4 separate regions of the Mus musculus genome follow, and regions 2, 3 and 4 are each linked to region 1. The links are chromatin contacts, called in public promoter capture Hi-C maps. All regions are on one chromosome and are shown on one strand. Each heading gives the region's core, a stretch centred on a gene start, on an enhancer-like site or on the middle of the called end of the contact. The rest is flanking DNA. Distances are from core to core; before and after follow the strand shown. Region 1 holds the start of Fem1b (fem 1 homolog b). Region 2 holds the start of Pdcd7 (programmed cell death 7). Region 3 holds the start of Hacd3 (3-hydroxyacyl-CoA dehydratase 3). Region 4 holds the start of Ints14 (integrator complex subunit 14).

Evidence for each region. Promoter capture Hi-C pulls out the DNA fragments that hold promoters and counts their contacts.
Region 2: a contact with region 1 is called in a promoter capture Hi-C map of pre-B cells, with 4 times the contacts expected there. The contact joins the promoter of Pdcd7 here to the promoter of Fem1b in region 1.
Region 3: a contact with region 1 is called in a promoter capture Hi-C map of pre-B cells, with 5 times the contacts expected there. The contact joins the promoter of Hacd3 here to the promoter of Fem1b in region 1. A contact is called at or near these places in 1 of 39 promoter capture datasets (pre-B cells) and 1 of 115 datasets of contacts at active chromatin or transcription factors (thymic regulatory T cells).
Region 4: a contact with region 1 is called in a promoter capture Hi-C map of pre-B cells, with 6 times the contacts expected there. The contact joins the promoter of Ints14 here to the promoter of Fem1b in region 1. A contact is called at or near these places in 3 of 39 promoter capture datasets (erythroid cells, liver and pre-B cells).

What each region holds. Positions count from the first base shown.
Region 1 is chr9:62,810,096-62,813,404 of GRCm38.p6, forward strand. It overlaps Fem1b (fem 1 homolog b), which reads right to left and starts at 1,553. Exons shown (of 2, transcript NM_010193.4): 1 at 963-1,553. The coding sequence starts at 1,210.
Region 2 is chr9:65,344,601-65,347,909 of GRCm38.p6, forward strand. It overlaps Pdcd7 (programmed cell death 7), which reads left to right and starts at 1,468. Exons shown (of 5, transcript NM_016688.2): 1 at 1,468-2,408. The coding sequence starts at 1,542.
Region 3 is chr9:65,020,251-65,023,559 of GRCm38.p6, forward strand. Hacd3 (3-hydroxyacyl-CoA dehydratase 3) reads right to left here and starts at 1,467. Exons shown (of 11, transcript NM_021345.2): 1 at 1,207-1,467. The coding sequence starts at 1,293.
Region 4 is chr9:64,959,072-64,962,380 of GRCm38.p6, forward strand. It overlaps Ints14 (integrator complex subunit 14), which reads left to right and starts at 1,761. Exons shown (of 13, transcript NM_001077631.2): 1 at 1,761-1,867; 2 at 2,623-2,927.

The DNA.
Region 1 (3,309 bases), core at 303-2,802:
GGCTTTTTTGGTCAGGCAGTTTTTACTAACCAAAACTAAATTGCATTTCTATACGTAGATTCCACCTACTGCAAAAGAAAATGCTAAACTAGTAATAGCTTATTCATTTACAGGTCAACAAAAACCAATGTAAACAAAGCAAACTGAATACAGCTATATTATGCCAATCATTCCGCAATCGTTCAGCACAGGAAAAAAAAAAAAGGTATCAAACGTGACGACTCTGTTATCTTCCTCCGCCCCCCAAAAATATGTACAATTAACCTCAAATGAAAAAAAATATTAGAATAATAGTAAATAGTAAATTTTTGAACAATGTTAAGTGTTTGTGAAACCTTCCCACTGTATCACCCTATACATGTAATTTAGCAATGGCGTAACTTCTACGCCAGGCCCAGAGCCACCTGTACAGCCAAAAATATTGGCCAGCATTGTGGGAGAGTCAGAACCGTGCCTAGAGATGCCCAGCTGCATGACAAGATTCTAGGGGCTTATTTTAACAGATAGTCCCACGACCTGCTTGAGGCTCGATCCGACCACGGGAGGGGGGGAGCGGGAGGAGAAGGGATATGGAGAGGTTAAATGAAGCATCAAAAGGTCCTCAATTTTAATTGTTGATCTCGTTAATTTCCGATCTAGGTTACTACGCCAGTGCTGATATAAAGATACAAAAACCTAGATGGGCAGCCACCACTCCGACAGTGCGTGTTCGCTGACTAATGAAGACTATAGATCTCAAGACCCAGGGTGTGGCTACCACCTACAGGGGGAAAAGGGTAGGAGTCGATAAGAAAAGGCAGCAAAGCATAGCTCTGGGAGACGAGGTGGGCATCAATGGGGGTGAAGGGATATGAAAAAGAACTGAGTCCACACATGAAAACAGGGTTAATGAAGGATGAGAGGATCCAGGGCTTGGGAGGCCCGCGCGCGTCGGAGGGAGGATGGAGTTGGGATGTACCTACCCGTCGAAGCGGACGGTGCCGGTCTGCTGGGTCTGCACACGGTAGTGTTCTAACAGCAAGCGCACCACCTTGGCGTGCCCATTGCGGGCTGCGATGATGAGGGGTGTGGAGCGCTGTCCTCCCTGCTGACTGACATAGCCCAGCAGGTAGCGGATATCGCTCTCTGACCGGTTAAGGAGCAAGGCAGCCAGAGTGAGCACCTTGCCCTCGCTGGCCGCCTTGTACACATAGCCAGCCAGGCCCTCCATGGCCGCCGCCAACTCCAACACCCGTTTGGTCGCCACCGCTGCTGCTGCCTTGCGCCCCCGGAGGCCGCGTCCACCAGCACTTCAGACCCGGGCCCTCACAGCCCATTCAACAGGGCGCCGCCGCCGTGTCCAGGCAGCAGCGCGACCCAGGGAGGGCGGAGACGCAGAGGTGGCCGAGCACCGCCGGAGGCACAAGTGGGACCCGGCCCGGGCGGGGAGAAGGACGGTCAGGGCCGCCCCCGAGGCCCCAGGCACCGGCCCTGGGCCGAGGGGATCTCCATGGCGGCCGCCGCCCCGGGTCTCAGGCCGCCTCCTTCCTGCGGGCTGCGACAGGCGCGCGCCCGAGCTACGGGTCGCCGCTGGGGTCTCGAGAGGCCCGCGCACGCCCTGGATAGCGAGCGATGTGCACGCCTGCCCGCGCCGGGCCGGAGGGTCTGGAACGGCCTCCACTTAGCTCCTCGCCGCAGGAAAACCGCGGGCACTCGCCCACCGGCGATCGAAAGGGTCCGCTGGCGAGCGGGGCTCCCGTGAGCCGCGCGTGGGTGTTCGCGGACCGCGCCGGCAGCACCAGCACCGGAACTTAGGGCGGGAGGAAAGCAGCCGCCGCAGACGGAGCCGAAGGGAGGGAGGGAAGGCAGGAGTGGGAGGGACGCTTAAGTAGGTATTGCTTCCTAAACCGACCGGCGGGCAAACGAGGCTATCCTAAAGAAAGGTTCCGCTGTGCGCAGTTAGCTGAGCTCTGATGCGGGTTTGAAAGTCCCTAGTGCCCTTGACGCAAGTAGCCATCTCGCCCCCACAGGACCCTAGGATGCTTAGTCAAGGCTGGGGGCGGAGAGAAGGCTACTGAATCTACGGGCTAGAAAGCACATCCAGTTTTATGATTATTACTGTGGGATACTGTCTGCCAGTGATTCACGCGCGGGGGCGCGAGGTGGGGGCCACAGGAAAAGGGGAAAGAGCACCCAAAAGATCCATTTTTGAATAAGGGCTATTATGAGCCTCCGAAATTTGGGAGGGCGAGAGCCGCTTCACTGAAAAGCAACTGAAAGCCTCACCAGACCTCCCAGGAAAGGGGATTAAGTGTGTAAGATAAAGAGCTAAGAGGCAGCAGTCATAGCCAGATGGAACCAGTCTCTAGTCCTGACCCTGCAGAACCTCCGCTGTCTCACTTACACGTCACAGAATTGTTAGGATTTGAAAAGAGCATTTATCCAAAGAATGCTATAAGCCATTCACGTACAAGGCTTTGGTTAGCATCAGAGATTTCTTCATCTAGGCTAGGCCTTTCTCTCCTGGGGCTTGTGTGGTTGTGTGGAGAAAGCAGACAAATAAATGATGTAGAGTTGTTGGATTCATGTCATTACTATGAAACAAGGGCTATGGGTGTGGACTAGGAGACTTCGCCTGGGTGGTCAGAGAAGTCCTCTGTAACAGGTGCCTGAAACAGAGGCTGGACAATGGAAATAGTTCAAAGATCCTGAGCAGAAGACAGATGGTGAGCTCAGAACAGAAGCAGTGTGGCTGCTGACTGTAGGAAGAGTTCTAAAGGATTAAGTCAGCAGGATGCAAGTCATGTGGCCCAGTGACCTATGCAAACGGTTTGGTTTACTCTGGGATTGCATTTAGGGAGTTTTAAATAGAAAAGTGACAAGATGGCGCTTTTTTTTTTTTTTTTAAGATCACATGCATGCTCCCTAATGTGTGCAGAACATAGCCCAGGAAGCAAGAGTTTAGAAGTTCAAAGGCCAGTTAGGAGAGGCTGGGATTAAGTGGAGGATAAACCACTTCTCAGATTATCTCCTAAAACAGTTACCTATTTTCAGATCCCTATGCAAATGTCGGGGGGAGGGGGCTTACACTATTAAAAAAAACAGTCTTGGAAATAAGAACTGAAGATAAGATTTCCTTTTTAATATTTATTTCTGTATTTTATGTATTCGGGTTCTGTGTCTGCATGAATGCCACTGTGCCTTCAAAAGAAATTATCAGGTCCTACTAAAGATTGGTTGTGGGCCAGCATGTAGTGGAAGAGAATTGAACCTGTATCCTCTGGAAAAGCAACCACTGAACCATCTCTTAAATCCCTAACTTCTGCTGAC
Region 2 (3,309 bases), core at 218-2,717, 2.5 Mb after region 1:
CACACCCCTAAGCTCCTTACCCCATAAAAACCCCTAGCTTTCGAGCCTGTGGCCAACATCCGTTATCTCCTGTGTGGGATGCATGTTGGTCCGGAACCCCATCATTAAACTACCTTGTGTGTTTACATCAAAGACGGTCTATTCGTGATTTTTTGGGTTTTGGGTGCACACCAAATCGGGAATTGAGTGGGGGTTTCCCCACTAGGTTCTATCAATATGACATATGGACACTGTAACATCTATCTCTCCAAGACCACCTAGCTTCTCTTTGTGTTTCTGTGTTTTACACCCTGCATTCTTTCGACCCCCAGCAGACATACTGCAAATCACTAGTACCTGCTGCTTCCATCCTGTGTTCCTCTCATAACTTTTTGTTGTCTTTCAGATCTTAGCCGGAGCTTCAGACCGTGTCTCTAGTCCCTCTAGAACGTTAACAATCATCAGGATTTCTGAATTCAAGACTGAATTGGAGAGGCCAAACCTACTCCATCTTGGGACCAGCCTCCATCTTCAAGAAAAGAAAAAAGCAGAACTCAAGCTGCACCAAAATACCAGAAAGGACCCCATGGCTTGTCCTTGGCCAGAGTTAATCCCTAGCTACTTCCTAGCAACAGTTAATCAAAGATTAGTTTGATTGTTTCAGATGTACTTTCAAACTGTTTGTGATCAAATGCACGATTCAGGGCACCCAACTATTGGCTTATAGTCATTCTATTAGATGCTTGCCAGACTGGACAACCCCTCCCTCGCTTTGAAAGAACCTAGTGGGGAAACCCCCACTCAATTTCCATTCGGAGCGCACCCAAGAATCACGAACAGACAACCATCTTGATGTAAAAGCATGAGGTAGTTTAATGACGGAGCTCCGGGCCGACATATATCTCCCTCAGGAGACAGAGGTGTCGACCACATGGTGGAGCCATAATGGCAGAGCTCCGGTTCGAAACGTATCTCACACAGGAGACAGTGGTTTCGACTCTGACGCTTGGAAGCTAGGGATTTTTATAGAAAAGGGATGGGGCTGGGGGAGGAATTGGCGAGGTTTCACATGATTGGTTCATTTAAACATCAACAGACTGTCAGAAGGGCGGGAGATAGGGGGGCATGTCCTGGCCTGTTCTGCTATGTTCTCAGCCCCAGGTTTCAAAGCTCACAAACAACTCTTTGGGCTATTTGACATAAATTACATGAATCACATGTCTCAAGTTTTATTTCCTTTCAGCTTTTATTTTTCTATAAAAACTTGTTCTACTGAGGGTTCAGGGCTGCTCCGCCTTCTCTTTCTGTCCTGCTGTGTTAAGGTCGATTTGGAGGAGAGCCCGAGCCTGAGCCCGAAATAAACCCTAACATCGGAGACGGATCCTTGGTGGTTTGGGAAGGTTCAAGCTTCCTGGCACGACAAACCAAGGTCCTGCACTACGCCTCGCTTCCGGGAAGTGAGTCAAGCACCGGTCGCACGTTATACACGTCACTTCCTCCTGGAACCCGGATAAAGAAGTTCCCAGATTACTGTCACTGCTCCCAACCGCTGCACTACAGACATGGCTCTGCCACCTTTTTTCGCCCAGAGCCGTCAGGGACCTCCCCCTCCGCAGCCACCGCCTTCCGCTCCATTCGGCTGTCCGCCCCCGCCGCTGCCCTCTCCGGCTTTCCCGCCGCCCCTTCCCCAGCGACCCGGCCCCTTCCCGGGGGCTTCCGCCCCCTTCCTCCAGCCTCCGCTGGCCCTGCAGCCCCGCGCGCCAGCCGAGGCCTCCCGCGGCGGTGGCGGTGGCGGCGCCTTCTTCCCGGTGCCACCCCCACCGCTGCCGCCGCCGCCGCCGCAGTGCCGGCCCTTCCCGGGGCCCGACGCCGTCGAGCGTCCACGGCCACCGCCTCCAGGTCCCGGGCCGCCCTGGAGCCCGCGCTGGGCGGAGGCGCCGCCGCCGCCCGACGTGCTCGGAGACGCGGCCCTGCAGCGCCTGCGTGATCGGCAGTGGCTGGAGGCGGTGTTCGGGAACCCCCGGCGGCCCGGTGGCCTCCGGACCCCGCGCACACCCGCCGGGCCCAGCCTGGGTGAAGTCCGCGCGCGGTTGCGTTCCGCTTTGCGTTTGGTGCGGCGGCTACGCAGCTTGGGGCAGTCCCTGCGCGAGGCTGAGGCCGACGGAGCAGCCTGGGCCTCCCTGCACGCTCAGGCGGCGCCACTACGAGCGGAGCTAGCGGAGCGGCTGCAGCCGCTGGCCCAGGCCGCCTATGTGGGCGAGGCGCGACGGAGGCTGGAGAGGGTCCGGCGCCGCCGGCTGCGGCTTCGTGAGAGGGCCCGGGATCGGGAGGCTGAGCGGGAGGCGGAGGCCGCGCAGGCCACGGAACGGGAGCAGGAGATTGACCGCTGGAGGGTGAAGTGCGTGCAGGAAGTGGAGGAAAAGAAGCGGGTGAGAACCAGTATGCGCTCGGTGGTTGGAGCTGTGGTGTCTGGAACTCGAATCTGCGTGCTAGTTAACTTGTATGCTTATCCGCGAAAGCTAGCCTTTGCCACTTCTTTGCTCTGTATTCCTTGTTGACGATGTGTGGTGCATAAAACTCTAGAATTTGGACTATAAAGTCCCTTAAACACGCGACAGGTTTACACTGGTGCATTTCTGGGAGGACACACCTCTTGTGTCCTGCTTCAAAGTTGGATCCACTTACTGAAGATGCAGAGCAGTATCTTTTATACTGTCCTAAAGCATGCAAATGTAGAGGACTTGGACCACACCTAGAAACCTTTATAACATAATTGGCTGATGAGGTTGATAATAGTTCTCTCCCGGGTTCATTTGTTTTGGTTTGATACTATGAATACCAGTGTATCCGGTGGAGTGGGTCTGTCTGGATCAGGTGTTTCCAGGTACTTGGCCTCTTACTCAAATGATTGAATTAAGGACTCACACAAAATTGTAAAAATAGCAGGAAAACTATATTCAAAAACAATGCAGTAAGTAGCAAGTGCAGATTAGAAAGGAAAACACTGTCAACAGATTGGCAGCCACAAGGCCCATGAGATACTCCGGTTATTTTTGGAGAGTGTGCATAGCCCGGTCCCACTGGTCTCTCAGGTTGCTGTGCTGTTTTGTCCATGCCTTCCTTACCCCTGTTCAGTACTCATATCTATAGTAGACACTACACTAGTGTCCTGCACACAATCCCGAGGAATTCATTACCCTAATTTTACAGACTGAGACTTAAAGCAGCTAACTTGACAGCAGTCACACAAGCCTGTATACCAATATTACCTCAGATTTAGTCCCAAGTTGTATGACTTCAAAGCTTGTCTGTCTCATGTTCTTCAGTAGA
Region 3 (3,309 bases), core at 217-2,716, 2.2 Mb after region 1:
CAGTGTTCACTGTTAACGTGTTTCAAACTCGAATCTCTGGGCATGGTGGTGCACACTTGGAATCCCAGCACTCAGGAGGCAGAGGCTGGCAGATCTCTGTGAGTTCCAGGCCAGCCTTGGTCTACATAGTAAGTTCCAGGCCAGCCATAACTATATAGCATGACTGTCTCCAAAATACAAAAATAAAAATTAAAAACAAAAACTTTTTTTTCTATTTTAGCAAAGAATCTTGTAGCAGAGTAGAGAACAATAGCACAGAGAATTATTCATCCTATTCTAGAGTAGCATTTATTCGGGTTTGCTTACACCTTAAATGAAATTTACTGCTTACTCAAAGACATTCTGGCCAGTATTAGCTTCATCGTTCACAAGGGGAAATTATTTACATTCCAGAAGCAAAGATTAGACTCAAGTGGACATGGGCACCTAGACCCTGCAAGAAAATAGACCAGATGAATTGATGAATTCAGACAGGTATCTAACTGCGAGCAAGAAACAGTTCAGAGGAATGAAGATTACAATACCATGGATGTCAAGGAGACTAGGGAAAGAACATTCCAGACCAAAACCACTCGCTTCACACAGAATACTGGATGGTCTGGTTAGAGACATGGGAAGTTCCCAGGGATTTGATTTGCTCACATTAATAGGTAAACGTGGTGAAATGAATACTTAATGTCACACGATAATTTCTTTACGCAACTTGCTAAGGCTGAGCTCGCAGCCTTAAAGAGAGGATGGAAATCATTTCCTTGGTGAGCGGAGGTGTGGTGTAGATTTCTATCACTGAACGGTTGGGGGGTTGCCCCCCGCCCAGCCCAGCGACGGGCCTTGAGAAGGTCAATGGGCCGCCCGGACTAAACCTCAGAGGCCAGCGCTGACGTCCTGCTACCGCACAACAGGCCACTGTCAAGCCGCACTTTAGACCCACGGAGCTCATCCCACAATTCAGAGGGCCTTAGGCAACCCGAAGGCCAGCCGCCGGCTTCCAGGACTCTGCTGAGGCTCCCCAGGGCGCCTACCAGGAACAAAGGGGATACCGGGGCCAAGCGCAGAACGCCGGACGGCACCTGCAGCCCCTAAGGGAGACCGGGGCGCTCCACTCGCGGTTCCTGCTGGCGCACTGCAGGAGCGCAAACGCACAGGGCGGCCGACGGGGACCGGGGGGCCCCCGATCCTGCGCGCAGCCCGCAGCCCGGCCTTTACCTGCACGTCACTCAGCTCCACGCGCAGATACAGCTCGCGGTGTCGCTGAGCCCAGTAGACATGCGGCGTCAGCACTTGAGTCTCCATGGCCCACGCTGTCCGGGGGAGCGGGGAGGCTCGGCTTGCTGCGCCTCGTTACCTCGGCCTGTGAGCCGCTGGAGCTAGCAGAACGCAGGCCTCAGACCCGCACGCTCCGCAGCCCGCAGCCCGGCTGTCTCGAGATAACCCACGCTCGCGGCTCGCGCTTGCGCAGTGAGGACCGGGGCGGGAGGGCGGGGCGAACCCAGCGAGGGAGAGGACGGGGCGGGACGTGGGAGAGGCTAGCGGCTGCGCCACGTGATCAGCGGCTCAGTGGCCTTCGGATCAGAGGCTTTTGAGCTCCTCGCTTACCTCCTGTGGCGCTTCAGAGAGGTCCTTGCACAAGAACATGAAAGTGAGAGGCTCTAATCTACAAAGAAAGGGCGGATTGGCGGCGTATGAAGAGGCTTGTGTGCAAGGATCCCTTCCAAGTTTTTTTGTATGATCGCAGCGTTTAGTGAGAACCCACTTCCTCCCTGGGCTTCAAGGCCACACACAGAAAGACAGATGAGCCATTCAAGACATACATTGGTGTTGCTTTTTTTTTTTCTTCCTTCCTTCCTTTCTTTCTTCTTTCTGTCTGTCTTACTATGTAGCTCTAGGTGACCTGAAATTCACTTGGTAGACCAGATCCAGGGACCTGTCGTCTGCTTTTGCCTCCCTTGTGATTTAAAGGTGTGCAACACCTCCCCTGGCCTCAGGCTTCCTGTTTTAAGAGAGATGGTTTCCATTCACTGCCCAACAAACAGAACAGCCCATTCGTTATAGCTATCTACATGAACTAATAAGCAAACAAACAAATCAGTTCCTTGGCATCCCTAGCCCCGTCCTGAGCATTTGAGGACCTGGATGCTGCAGACAGGCACTCTACTATAACCTCAGCTCCTTGTAGTGTCATCATCTGTTTCTAAGTTTTTCTGTAAAGGAGCACAGCTATTATGGGCCCATTTCCAGGGAAATCAATAAGGAGACAGAGACAGAGAGACAGAGATTAGTAAGAGGACTAGAGGACTAGAGGACTATAGCCTAGTCGGTAGTGGGTTTGATCCCCAATAGCACATAAATCAGGACTAGTGGTGAACACCTGTAATCTCAGCACTTGAGATGTTCAGAAGTGCAAAGTCATCCTTAGTTACGTACTGAGTTCAAGGCCAACCTGAACAAACAAAGGAAAGGGAAATAAAGTAGAGTTTATCATCCAGGCTAAAAAGTACACGGTGGTGGGGCAGGGTGAGGGAGACTAGAAGGCAAGGCCAGGGGCAGGGGGATGGGAATAAGGCTTTTATGATGATGTCAGTCAAATGAAAAAGAAACCACACTGTCCTCTCTAGAGACTGCCCCCCCCCCTCCTAGCCCTGTTTGGCTCAGGGCCATGTCTCCCTTCTCAGAGATCAGTCATTACTCCTGCAGAAAGCTTTCATTTGGTCCTTGACACTGATAAAGGCTATTGCCAGGACGTACGCCTAGTTTCTGCTGTTGGCAAGAGATCCTGCTTGGCTCTGATGTTCACCTTTTTACAGACTCTTCTGATGCTTGAAGGACTTAGAGGAGGAGCTGCTGTAGATGGGGATGTAGATTATTTGGTAGAGCACTTGTCCAGCACACACAAAGCCTTGGGTTGGATTCCCAGAACCACCAGGCCACGTATACCAATGGTCCACGTATGTAATCCTAGCACTTGGAAGATGGAGGCTAGAGGATCAAGCGCTCAAGGTCACCTGGCCTGGGATGCACGAAGCCATGTATGAAGCAAAAAAGAGAGGGTGAAGGGAGTTGCTGAATTCAGCAATTTGGATCCTCACCTATGCACAAAACATCTAACCAGTTATCTATAACCAAAACCAAGTTTGTCTGTCTAAGCCACAAAGGGAGAAACACTGACTGAATAAACCCAGGCATCTAGTGGGCAACAATCAGATCGTATACCTATAACCTCCTAAGTATGCCAGAAAGGTCAATAACTGCTCCCAACCTTTACCAGAAAGATCAGCTCATCAGTTACAGTTTAAAGGAAATCACACAGTT
Region 4 (3,309 bases), core at 511-3,010, 2.1 Mb after region 1:
TCAGGAAATAAGAGGTGAGATATTACAAAGCGATGTTATTTATTGGTTTCCTTTAAAGTACGTGTGGGAACATGTGGACACGGGATCCTTTGGATGGGAAAGTTAAGGCTTGAAAGCCATCTCCTTTGAATTACTCTGTCTCTTGTCATTGATGTTCTGACTTTATCGTCATTGAACAAACTTCTGATTTGGAGCCAATCATGAGGTCCCCTCTCGATGGTTCTGTCTTTTATCATCAGTTTTAACAAAATGACTTGCTGGGCGTGGTGGCACACGCCTTTAATCCCAGCACTCGGGAGGGAGAGGCAGGCAAATTTCTGAGTTCGAGGCCAGCCTGGTCTACAAAGTGAGTTCCAGGACAGCCAGGACTACACAGAGAAATCCTGTCTCAAAAAACCAAACCAAAAAAGAAAAAAAAAAAAAAAAAGACTTATTCCTTTCTACGTCACCGAAAAGCCAGCTGTTCAGCAGAACGAGGACGACGACAACAAATCTGAACACCTATCAGATCATTAAAAATGAGCAAACTAATTAACTTAAGTTTAGTCTTTAAGGTCATAAACCAGACCATGTATCTAAGCTGGCCTAGAACAGCAATCCATGGCTGAATCATCACCACAATAGAGCAACTAGACAGATAACTCCTCTGTCTGCATAGTCTTGGCCAGATCTCTCCCATTACGGCTAAGTAATCAGGCTATATATTCTTACTTACCTAGAGCCCCATAACTGTTCAAACATAGCAAGGTCTTTTGAAATATTGAAACTAGCCTGGTTGGAGAAAGATGTCCTGCAGCAAACAAAAGCTAAGTCTACAGGCCATGCGGCCTTGATATTGGTTCCCCAGAGTCTAGTGTTGGCTTTCTCTGCCACCTCTAATAGAAAGAGGAAACATTAAAGAACAACAAACACTTTCCCACGGAGCAAGTTGTGGTAAGTCAGTTCTAAGAGTTTCCCTTCCTTATCCCGCTTGCAACCCATAAGCTTAAAGAAAGCCATATGCCTAAGACTTTACAGGGAGCTCTGTGTTCTCACTTGTAATTGCTGTTGTGAAGTATTGGTCTTTGAACCATAACTACCCAGCGTTCTGTTAGCATCCGTTGAGGCCTACTACTAACTGACATTCTCCAGGCCCCTACAGCCCACAGGGTTAGCAAGTCACCTTTTGCCCACCTCACCCTCTCATCCCCGCCCAGGAACTCCCTGAGGCATATGCTATGCTAGGGACACCTGGTGGAGAGAAGCAGGCAGGGACCCTCAAAGCCTTACATGGAATCCTAAAAGCAAAACCTTCAGCACATCTCAGGCACAAAAGCAATAACTGAGTCACGCTTCTGCCGGTCTCAAAGTCAGGGTAGGGAAATAACGTGGTACTAAGATCTCAATGCAACTTAGACTCAGGGCAGCCAGGTGCTTACAGTCTGAGCACTCAGCCGGGGATTACAGTTTTTTAAGAGTAGGAAGAGCATCCTACTGTTCTGTCGGTGTGACTGAGAATTCTGAAGAAGAAAAGCAATGACAGAAATGTTAGACACTGGCCAGGGGTCTACAGGTTAATAAAAAGGCAAAGCAGAGATAAATGGAGGGAGGCACCCAGAATGGGGTAAGACAAAGGGGGAAGGGCCAGAAACCCCCCGCAGGGCTCAGCCTGGGAGGAAATTGGGGCTCCGTGGGCAAGAGACAGAGGAGGAGCACCCCCTAGCGTCCCGGGAGAGCCACAACCCAGCGCCCGTGGGCTGGAAGCCCCGCCCAGCCCACGCTATTCGCTGCCTCCGGGTTCCCTTATGTCGCACGGCCCTTAAGTTCCGGCTATGGCGCGCGGACGGAAGGTTTAAGCGGACGGACAGAGGCTGGAGATGGGCTCCGGGTAAGTCAGGGAATGTGCCTGTTGAGGGCTGTGTTTCGATGGCGGTTGGGGTTACAGGGGAAGGAGTGGAAGGAACAACACAGGGCGGGCGGCGGACCTTCTCTGAGGCCCGCGTAGGGTGGCGGTCTCAGGGGCGCTGGCTCCAGGGCCTGCGACAGGCCTGCCCTCTGTGTGGCCCGGGTCTTGTAAGCAGCAGGATTCCGCGCTTGGGGCCGTGTTTCTTCCTCCCCTGAGAGTCTTCCGTCCCTGGACCCTGAGACTTCCGTCCCCTCTTTCCCCGAGAGTTCCATACAACAAATGTTTTGGGCTCGTTTTAAAGGTAAAGGTCTATTCTTCAGTTGCAGTCTTAAGTGAACTCTGCTGCACTTCAGGCTACCCATTCAGATATTAATCATCTGAGAATTTAGAGGAATTCGTAGGGCAAGCCAGAGCGACAGAAAAGCCGACGTGTATGCACTTAGAAACTGAAGTGGAGCTTTGAGAGATTCCTGAGCGTCAAATTGCTATGAATGGGCTAATGATCCCCTTCAGAGTAGAACTATAAATGTAATTGATGGCTTTTAGAGCAGTCATGTGGCGAGGATGTATCATCAGGAGTAGACTGTCCAGGAGAAAGAAAACCCTTGGTTATCTGAAACATTGTAAAATGGTACCAATTGGAAAGGCTGAGGGCGGTGTGGGGAAATTTGATCAGAGTCAGCCCAAGTGAGAAATACATCGTGTTATCTACTAATGAGAGATCTTTTATTTTTCAGTTTTGTGGCTAAGCCCAGACTGCTTGAGTGAAACAGCCTTCAGGGACGTTCCATTCTTTCGTTTATCCCAGTGCTTACAACCCAAAAACAAAATTGGATTGCCACAAGTCGGCCACGGCTGAGGAAGTGCACTCGGGCCCTGACACAAATGCATCAGTCAGGAGAAAGAGCCAGCTTCTCAGGTGTCTTCAGAGAAGGCCAGACTGACAGCTGCGGTCACCCATTGCAGTGCTAGCAGCAATTTCATGGACTGGAAGTGCTTGTTGGTACTTGATCCAGAAAACTGTTTCTCAATCTCTTAAGAGGTGAGGGCGTGATCATCAGCTTTAAAAACCATAAAGGCTTCCGTGCATAAATGTGACCCACAAGAGCTGGATAAACTGCACCTGAGCAGAAGTGCAGGACTCCCTGGTGGCTCTGCTTAAATAAGAAAGTGTATTTTTGTGTACAGAGTTAAAATTTACAATGTATTTTCCTAATGAATTAATGTATGTTGTATTAGGGGTAGTTCATTGGTTATGTTGAGATTTTGATGAGCACCTGCTGTGTGCCAGATGTAAACCTGAGTAGACATTAGGAAGCAAAGTCTTTTTAAAATTTTATTATTTTTTTATTTTTTTTTTGGTTTTTCGGGACAGGGTTTCTCTGTGTAGCCCTGACTGTCCTGGAACTCACCCTGTAGACCAG